2 separate regions of the Oryctolagus cuniculus genome follow, and region 2 is linked to region 1. Evidence: chromatin contacts called from public Micro-C data. All regions are on one chromosome and are shown on one strand. Each heading gives the region's core, a stretch centred on a gene start, on an enhancer-like site or on the middle of the called end of the contact. The rest is flanking DNA. Distances are from core to core; before and after follow the strand shown.

The links. Hi-C and Micro-C count contacts between places; a contact is called where the count stands out from the background.
Region 2: a contact with region 1 is called in a Micro-C map of ear pinna, with 10 times the contacts expected there. The contact joins the promoter of ADSS2 here to the promoter of ZBTB18 in region 1. A contact is called at or near these places in 2 of 6 Hi-C or Micro-C datasets (ear pinna and an unstated tissue).

The regions. Positions count from the first base shown.
Region 1 is chr13:64,058,394-64,063,068 of mOryCun1.1, reverse strand. It overlaps ZBTB18 (zinc finger and BTB domain containing 18), which reads right to left and starts at 2,863. Exons shown (of 4, transcript XM_051821490.2): 1 at 2,716-2,863; 2 at 195-278. The coding sequence starts at 207.
Region 2 is chr13:64,416,655-64,421,329 of mOryCun1.1, reverse strand. ADSS2 (adenylosuccinate synthase 2) reads left to right here and starts at 2,187. Exons shown (of 13, transcript XM_070055619.1): 1 at 2,187-2,509. The coding sequence starts at 2,327.

The DNA.
Region 1 (4,675 bases), core at 1,614-4,113:
TACTCAAGTAAAAGGGAAAAAAAAAATTAAAACAAACAAGCCCAAGACTTTCAGCTCCAGTAAGATGTTCATTTAATACTCAATTTCATATATTATTCCTAAACTGGGTTAGAAAAGTAATGTGATTTTTTAAAATCAAATAAACAAAACACCAAAACAGAAATATGTTCAATCTAATCTCTTGCTACTCCTACCTTTAGGACACATAAACCTGATTAAGTTCTTTCCTCTGAGTCTTGCTGGCTCCAGGTCTGTTACATCGGTGGAAAAAAAGCAGACTAAGAGAGACAGATGCAAAGTGGAGATGATGTTAGAGAGGAATGAGATACCTTCTCCACCACAGATCCGCACACACTAACTCCCTGTCTGTGTGTTAGAATAAAAGGCTGAGGGATGGCAGGCTGTCAGCTGCTCTGACATCATGTTCAGATGGAAATGCTACCTCCAGCTGTGCTCCTTTTAATGCCATATGCTACTCCTCTACACTCCTGCCACCAGCTTTTTCTTAGGAGAACTTTTCTCTTCTGTTAGTATAAACAAAATACTTCAAAGTCTTCCTTTTTTCCCCCCAAACTTTCTAACAGAAGAAATTGAAAAACTCAGCATATGGAGTTCTCCTGTATTTATGGAATAGCAACACTTCTGTCGTAAGTTGGTGGACTGGCTCACACACTGCCGGCACACTCAAGCCACGGTGCTATTCAGGAAACCCAGACACACTTTTATCCAACTGCAACGTCTAGTTTCACAGGCAGTTTGGGGGCATTTTTGACATCTCCCGGCCCACCCCAACATTATCACGGCACTTTCTTTTTGCCTGCTGGGGCCATGGTCTGCACAGCTCAGAAATGCTGGCAAGAGCCACTCACGGCCATCACTCCGGGCCCGGCTCACCTTCTGAATATGCTCTTACTTGAACTACTTATCTAACAACGACCTGCTCAGTGCAGTTTCTCACCCCGCCACGGTCGATGCAAATTTCAAGGCTCACTATCAACAAGCTGAAACTGCACTTTCTGCAATCCTGGAAAGTACTGCAGTTCAGTGAGACGCGTTAACAAACGGAGAGCACTGGCCACCGATCACTGAAAATGAATGCTGCACCTGCCTATCTGATCTTTCTGCTCCGAAAAGGCAGAACCTTGTCTTCCCCCTTGATCTGCGGCCCATAACTATCTCTCTCTCTTTTTGGGTCACTCTGTGATGTTCATGATCACAAGAAAATCGTGGGGGTGCAGTGGGGGGCGCGGAGAGGCAGGTCTAGTAAGTTTGGGAACTTTTTGGCTGCAGTGGGTCTTGGCAAACGGCTGATGAAACTGTACTGTAACCCGGGCCGGGCTGACCGGTGCCCTGCAAGGTGCTACGCCATCTCCACGGCCTCGTGGGAGGGTGAGGAGCAGCACAGGAGCTGGGGCCCGAGGCGCAGGCGGCCCAGCCCCGGGGACACCCGCTCGGCGCTCCCCACAAGTTAAAGAGTAACAAAAACCCGACTCCTCCGTCCTGTCTCGCTCTCCCAAAGTCACCTAACTTTGTCCAACTTCGCGGTGAATGACATAATGACGAACGCCTAGTTCACGACACACTCCTCGGAGACAAATTCCCTCCGCAGCCACGCGGCCTCTGCTCCGACAAACACCCTCGGCCCCGCTCCGATACATCGGGCATTAATCACCCCACTTTCCCAGCGGGGTGGGGGCCGAGTGACACTTTAACGAGCCCCGAGCACCGCACTGGGCCAGCGGCTCCCACTCCACAAATCAACCCCTTCCCTTCTCGCGGCGGACCCACAGACGTTTTGTGAGGCTGGGGCGGTGGGTGGGTGGGGGGAAGAGTTTGTCAAAGGAGAGGGGGCTGGGGTGTTGAGTTTGGGAGTGGAGGGGGTTGGGGAGAAATGCAAATCTCGACGTAGTCCGCCGTGCATTAAGACGCTCGGGGAAAGAGGAAGGTTAAAAACCACAGGGAAGGAGGAGGTGGAGGGCGTAGAGCCGGTGCAGCAGGAAAACACCTTAAACAACAGCCGAGAAAACAGACCCGGGTCACGGCAACAACAAAAGAAAAGTCGTAAGAAGCAGCCGGGGGAGGAGGTGGTTGCCAGCGCTGCCCCGACGCCGCGGCGCGCGAGCCCCCGGGGCCTCCAGGCAACTGCACCAGCCTGGGGCGCGCGGGGAGTGGGGAGGGGGGGCCTTCCCCGCCGCCCCCTCCCCCCGGGCGCCACTGCAGCTGCACCGGTCCCCGGAGCCGCGGCCGTCCCGGGCGCCACTGCAGCTGCGGCGGCTCCCAAGCCCCCTCCCCCAGCCCGCCGCCCTCCGCACCCGAGAGGCGCCACCGCAGCTGCACCGGCCGGGAGCCCGCCCCGCGCCGCAGCTGCACCGGCCCGGGCTGGGTGGTGGGGGTGGTGGTGGTGGTGGTGGTGAGGGGGGGTGGGTGGCGCGGCACGGAGCCTGCGAGTCCGCACCCCGCCCGACCCCGCAGCTGCGGCGGCCCCGTCCCCGCGCCCAAGCCTCCCGCAGCTGCGCCGCCCCCCGCCGCCCCAACAGCTCCAACCACACAAACTAACTCCGCTGGCGGGGGGCGCCCCCGGCCCGGCCCGCCCTCCGCCCGCACTGCCCTGCCCAGCCGGCGAGGGCCGCACAGCTGGCGCCCCCCGCCCGCCAGCGGGGCCGGGGCGCGGAGGGGGCGCCGGGTCAGGGGCCGGGAGCCGGCGCCGGGACTCACACGGAGCGGCCCTAAGTCACCGCGTCCCCGCCGCCGCCGCCGCGTCCTCCGCCTCCTCCCGGCCGCCGCCGCCGCCGCCGCCGGACTTGGTGGGCTTCCTCCTCCTCTTGCCCCCCTCCCTCCCGGCCCCCCCACCCCCCAATCCCGGCTCCGTCGCCCGCTCCCCCCCGCCCCCTCCCTCCCTCCCACCCACCCCCGCTGGCAGCCGGAGGAGCGCGGCGGAGCGAAGAGGGCCCCACTCTCAACGGCTCCCCATGGCAGCAGCCCAGCGGCGGCCGCAGCCTGCCAGACACAGCGAGGGAGCGAGCGAGGGAGCGAGCGCGGAGCCGCCGGGCCGGGGTGGGGGGGGCGGTGCGGGGGGGCGGTGCGGGGGAGGGGAGGGGGCGGGAGGACGCACCACGCACGCACGCGGCGGCGCCGGCCAGATGTTCCCCCCCCTCGGCCCGCCCCTCTCCTCCCCAGCCCCCTCCCTCCGGGCGTGGGGCTTCTGCGATTGACCGAAAGCGGCTGGACCGGTGCTCCCCGCCCGCCCCCAGTCCGCCGGCTGCTCCAATAGAAGGGCGGCTTTTCAGGAGGGCGGAGGGCGTGGCAGGTAGTCGTCGGACTGACATGAGGATCTAGCCAATGAGAAGGGCAAGCCGGAGCTGCCGCCCGCGCGTGCCAATCGCAGGCAGCAACTGTTGGGGTGGGCGGGGCCCTGGTTGGGCGGGGGCCGGGAGCGGAGCGGCGCGGGGCGGAGTCCGCGGGCGCAGCGGCGGCGGTGGCAGCGGCGCCCCTCTGGGTGACTTGGCCGTGAGAAAGTGAAAGGAGCCCGCAGGCGGCGGCGACAGCTGCGGTGGGAGGGGCTTGTTTCCAAGCTCCGAGGCCCCGCGCACCCTGGGGTTGCGGAGCTAGCTTTTCGGAGTGCAAGGTGCTGACCGCAAACGTACTTTGAGGAGTCGCAGGGGAGCGGGCTCGGCCCTGCGGAGTCCCGCGCGTCCCGGTGCCCAGCGGGGCGCAGAGGACGCCGCAGCGCCGAGAGGCAGTTTTCTGGGCGGCGTTCTCCTCCCGTCGCGGTCCGGTTCCCGGCGGGCCAGAGCGCCTGCCATTCTCGCGGAGCCCAGGTGTACTTAGGCAGTCCCAAGCAGCGACAGTCCCAAGTGGCCACATCGCATAGTCTTACTGTGAGGTCGATCGTTGTAGGTGCCCTAGCCTGAGTGCACAGTTGGTTTCGCAGCAAGCCACAACTTTAAAAAGTACCGAGGGAAGAGGCAAGACTGTTGTTGTAATTTTTTTTTCCGAATAAACTTTCACTCAGTAGTTTGCAATTAAACTCTGTTCATCGTGGCCACAAAGAAAGGTAGAAAGTTTTCTGTCCTGGGGGTATTGGAATCTTGAGGCAAGAAATACAGTTTAAAAAGAAAGTTGGCTAACAGGTGGTGGTGGGGAAACAGGCTTCAAACTAGAAAGCTGTGAGGAAGTGAGGAAGGCAGTCCGCGAGTGCCTGTCTAATGAAACGTGTTTATTCTTGGCTAGCTGAACCCGGACTGGCAAGCCTGTTGCTCACCAACTTGCCAGGGGACCTTTCAACCGGGCAAAACGTGCTTTCGCTTTGTTCCAGGTCAGATGAGCAAAGGAAAGTTGAGAGTGCTGTGTGGGCACATCAGCCATGTGCAACTGCTAATGAAGTTAAAAAAAAAAAACACACACACACACACAAAATTTCCTGGAACTGAAATACCGTTGGAATATCCTGTTAGAAACAGCAGGGAGCCTCTCTAGCCTTGGCTCAACCTATGCCCTGGTGCTGGATCCCTGAGGTCAGGGCCACCCCGTGGTAGCTAGAGCTTTTCATTCCGTGAAATCTGGAGTTGCATCCCTACCTTTCCTCAACTCTAGGTTTGTCAAGCCTTTTGGTAGAAGACCCACTTTCAGGCAGACCTGTTTCAGGTGAGAGGAATTGATAAATGTTCTTGATGGA
Region 2 (4,675 bases), core at 938-3,437, 360 kb before region 1:
TACTGCATGCTCAACACTGGGCACTTGCTACAATCTGCTGTGACCTGGGAAAGCAGTAGAAGGTGGCCCAAGTCCTTGGGCCCCTGCACCCGCGTGGGAGACCCAGAGGAAGCTCCTGGCTCCTGGCTTCAGACTGGAACAGCTCTGATCGTTGTGACCAATTGGGGAGTGAACCAGTGGACACCTCTCTCTCTCTCTCTCTCTCTCTCTCTCTGCCTCTCCTTCTCTTCTGTGTAACTCTTTCAAGTAAAATAAATAAATCTTAAAAAAAAATACTGAAACGCCTTGAAAGATCATTAGAGAATGTGGTGTCGTATATGATTTGGGAGACACTACATATGACACGATTCTATTCCCACCTTTTCCCAAGCAATTTTTATCTTAATGAGATGTGTAGTTAATTTCTGTGCAACTGAAAGGGTCAACAGTAGACATACTCTATAATCTAGCACTGAAAGGCACTTAGAAGTAATGAGTAGGCTATTCAGTAAGGGACTGGGCTCTGGGCTCTGTCTAGGTACCAATTCACAGCCCACTGCATCAAGTTACCTAGCTTTTATTAAAATGTTTTGTAATGTTTATTTTTATGTACTTCAAAGGCAGAATGAGAGAGAGAGAGAGAGACAGAAAGAGAGAGAGAGAGAAAGAAGTATCTTTCATCTACCCATATACTTCCCAAATGATCATAACAGTGAGAGCTGGGCCAGGCCAAACGTAGGAGGCAGGAACTCTCTCTGGGTCTCCCACGTGGGTGGGCAGGGGATCAAGCTCTGGAAGCATCATCTGCTACCTCTCAGGATACATTAGTAGGAAGCTGGATTGGAAGAACAACAGCTGGGACTCCAACTGGCACTCTAATGTGGGATATAGGTGTCCCAAGAAGTTGCTTAACCAGCTGTGCAACAGCTCCATTTTTTAATTAAAAACACATTGACTTGAAAACAAAACAAAACAAAAATTATTTATTTGGAAAGTTGAAAGGGAGGGAGGCAGGGGGAGGAGAGAGAGAGAGAGAGAGAGAGAGAGAATTTCCTCTAGTGGTTTATTCCTCAAATACCTACAATATCTGGGGCTGCAGCAGGCTGAAACCAGCACCCTGGCACTCAACGCAGGTCTGTCACATGGGCGCTAGCACAAGCACCTGCACCATCACTTGCTGCCTTCCAGGAACCACGTTAGCAGTGAGGCGGGCTGGGAAGCTAAGCCAGGCACTCAGATATGGAATGTGGGCATCGCAAACAGCATCTTTACTGCTGCTCCAAATGCCTACCTAGCGACCTCGCTTTCATCCTGCAAAATAAGGATAAGATAGTATCACCTACCGTATCTGCAAGGTTGTGAGGAATTCAGAATTTCATCATAGTACAGGAGCACTTGAAGAAGCTCGTGGAAAATGTGTTATGAAAAAACTATGCAAGGATTTCAAAATTTTTTGCGCCATCATAAACTAGCGCTTTACCTCCATTTTTCTATGACCTTACTGGTGTACTCTCATCTGTACATAATTAACAGATAATTCCTTCCTCTCGGAGCCTGAGCCTTTATCACTAACGTGTAGCATAAGAAGGGTAAGGGCTCTACTTGATCTCTAGATTTCCTGAGCTAATATCCTGTGCCTTACTTTTGAGTTTGCCCTTTTTGACCTGTGCCTCCATCTCTGCTCTTACTGTGGAATTTTACTTTCCATCCCTGAAGGTACACGTTCTCATTTCTTGTTTGCATTTTAAAATCGCACCTTTTTCATTCTATGTACAGTATCTCAGCCCTTAATAGAAATCAATCTTTTAAAACAAAAACGAACGTTTCCAGAGACGGAAACCGGCAGATGGCAGACACCGGGACACCGGGGCACGGGACTACGGCGCCGCAGCCCAGAGCGCTGCATGCCGGGAGCTGTAGTCCGACGCACCTCCGCGCCTCTGAAGTTTGAAAGCGGGAGGACGGGGGAGTGGGCGGGGCGTTGGAGGTGAAGCGCGACTGAAGCCCCGCCCCTGCCCCTTCCGCTCGCGGGGTCCGCGCTGGAGTGGCGCGCCTGGCCGCGGAAGGGGCGCGGCCTCGGCCCCGGGGTGGCGGGCTTGTTGTGCGGGTGGTGCTGCCGAGGTTGGCCTGCGCGGGGCAGTCGTGGTCGCCCCGTGAGCGGGCCGCGGCGGAGAGCGGGGCGGGGCCTGGCTGGAGGGTGGCGGCCCGGCGGGGCGGGGGCGGGGGCGGGGCCGGCCTCTGGCTCCTTCTTCCTCCGCATGTGGCTGGCGGCCGCAGAGCGGTTTAGTTCGCGCACTCCTCGTTGGCCGCGTCCCCTTCGGGCTGTCCTCGCCGCCTCAGCGGAGCCATGGCGTTCGCCGAGACCAACCCGGCAGCATCCTCCCTGCCCAACGGCGACTGCGGCCGGCCCAGGGCGCAGCCGGGAGGCAATCGGGTGACGGTGGTGCTCGGCGCGCAGTGGGGTGACGAAGGCAAAGGGAAGGTGGTGGATCTGCTGGCGCAGGACGCCGACATCGTGTGCCGCTGCCAGGTAAGGCGGCGCGGCTCTGACCGCGAAGCCGGGCCCGGGAGCCGCGGCTTCCTGGCCGCTGGGCTTCTGGTGCCCGGGAACTCGGGCCCAGAACCCAGATCTGCCGGCCAAAAAGGAGGTGTCACCTTGAGGTTCTCTGCTCTTGCTGTGAGCTGCGGCGACAAGCAGAAATGGCGGGAGGTCAGGGACCCCCCCCCCCCCCAACCTGGAGTCTCGGGTGAAGCTCTGGGTGGCTCTGGAGGACAATGCGGCTGACGGGGGATCTTCGATAGACGCGCGGTGCCTGGGAGTTGCAGATTTCGGTGTGGGGACCGGTGCCCGGTTCGGAGACTGGGGCCGGGCGCGGGGTGGGATGCGGTCGGAGTTTGAGGAGCTACCGCCCGAGGCCTGCTCCCGACTCCGGGCGGGGACGGGGCGGGAACCAGGCGCGGCCGCAGAACCTGCCCATCACCCACCCATCCAGGGCGGCCAAGTGGGAGTGGATTTTTTCCAAAATGCCCTGAAATCCAGACTCACCGTTGCCCCACCTGCAGGCCCCGGCAGTGCCGAGTGCTGCCTTCTCAGGTCTACTTTGTTGACATCAGAACCCACCTTCTGGGCTTTGGACTGTTAAAGGGCCCTGTGGGGTTTTGTTTACGTTTGCAGGAGAGATTCTTTACTCTGTGTTCCCAGAAGAAGGGAATCCCCGCTCTGTTACAAAGTGAGGCAAGGAAATACATGGATGTCACATCGGGCATTTGGAACTGTTTACAGTGTCACAGTCACATCGAAAGTTCCCTTCAGGGAAACCGAGTGGTAATGCACTTCCTACCGGGAGACACGTGGTTTTCAGCGTTAAGTTTTCTTCCTATTTGTCGTTCCTCTTGAAGCAGCCTGGTGGCTAGACCTTTGGAAAGGCCCTCAGTTAACCAGCCCCAATTTCAAAATCAGAAATCGATGAGAAATCCTTTTCTGAAACCAAATGTAATCTTTGGAATTAACTATAGCCTTTGTAGGTTGCACTCGTTTTTCTTGTAGAATATTCCTGGCACACTAGGAGGAGATGGTGCTGCAGGTGAGGAAACAAGTCCGGAGGGCGGCGGGATGGGAACCTTTACCTGGAATCGAACACCATTTGAACGTGCAGAAACAAGCAAGTCACAGAGTGTGCAAAGCGAAACAGAAGCAAGCTCTGCCTCCCCCAACTTGATTGTCCTGCTTGTAGAAATCTCCTCTGCAGGTTTCCTGGCTAGGATGGCTGTTGCACCGAGTGGATAAGCCTCCCTCCCTTTCAGCCTTGTTTCCTCTGCCCCTCTGGCAACACACTTGTTCTACCTCCACACTTGGGCACCCCCAGAGGTGTTGCCCTGAATTCCTGCCATGCTGCTGCCCCTTTTGTCTTCAAATCAGATCTGACCATGCTGTGGTGAAAGACTTATTCAGAGGAACCTGAGGTCTCTTTGTTTCCTCTCTGTCATCTCCTTCACCTAGATGGTAGCATTCATGTAGGGCTCAGTTAAGGGCTCTAAGGTTTGGGGAAATGTAACCACTGTAGCATTTATTCTAAAAGAATTAGGAGGGCCGGCACTGTGGTGCAGCAGGCAGAGTTGCTGCCTGCATCAACGCGGTCCCATATGGGCACCAGTTTGAGTCTTGGCTGCTCCTCTTCCCATCCAGCTCTCTGCTAATGGGCCTAGGAAAGCAGTAGAAGATGGCCCAAGTGTTTGGGCTCCTGCACCCACATGGGAAACCCAGATGAAGCCCCTAGTTCCTGGCTTCAGCCTGGCTCAGCACTGGGGTTACAGCTTCTAAGGAGAGAACCAGCAGATGGAAAATCTCTCTCTCTCTCTCTCTCTCTCTCTCTCTGTGTGTGTGTGTATGTGTCTTCCTACCTTTCTGTAACTCCGCCTTTCAAAATAAATAATTTAAAAAAAAGATTCAATTCCTTTGAAAACTACAAGAATTAGTTTGTAGTTTGGAGAAGGTGTCTATTATCAAAGTAGTGTTGAGGAGTTACAGACCACGCTATTCTGATGCCCCGGGAAGACTGATTAACTGAGAAGGAACCAAGTTTAGCGTTACTATGCTAGCTAATGGCCAGGTGTTGGCCGTAGTGCATGAGATGCTGTGTGGGACGTCAGAGTGCCTGGGTTCCAGTCCTAACACGACTCCAGGTTACAGCTGCTT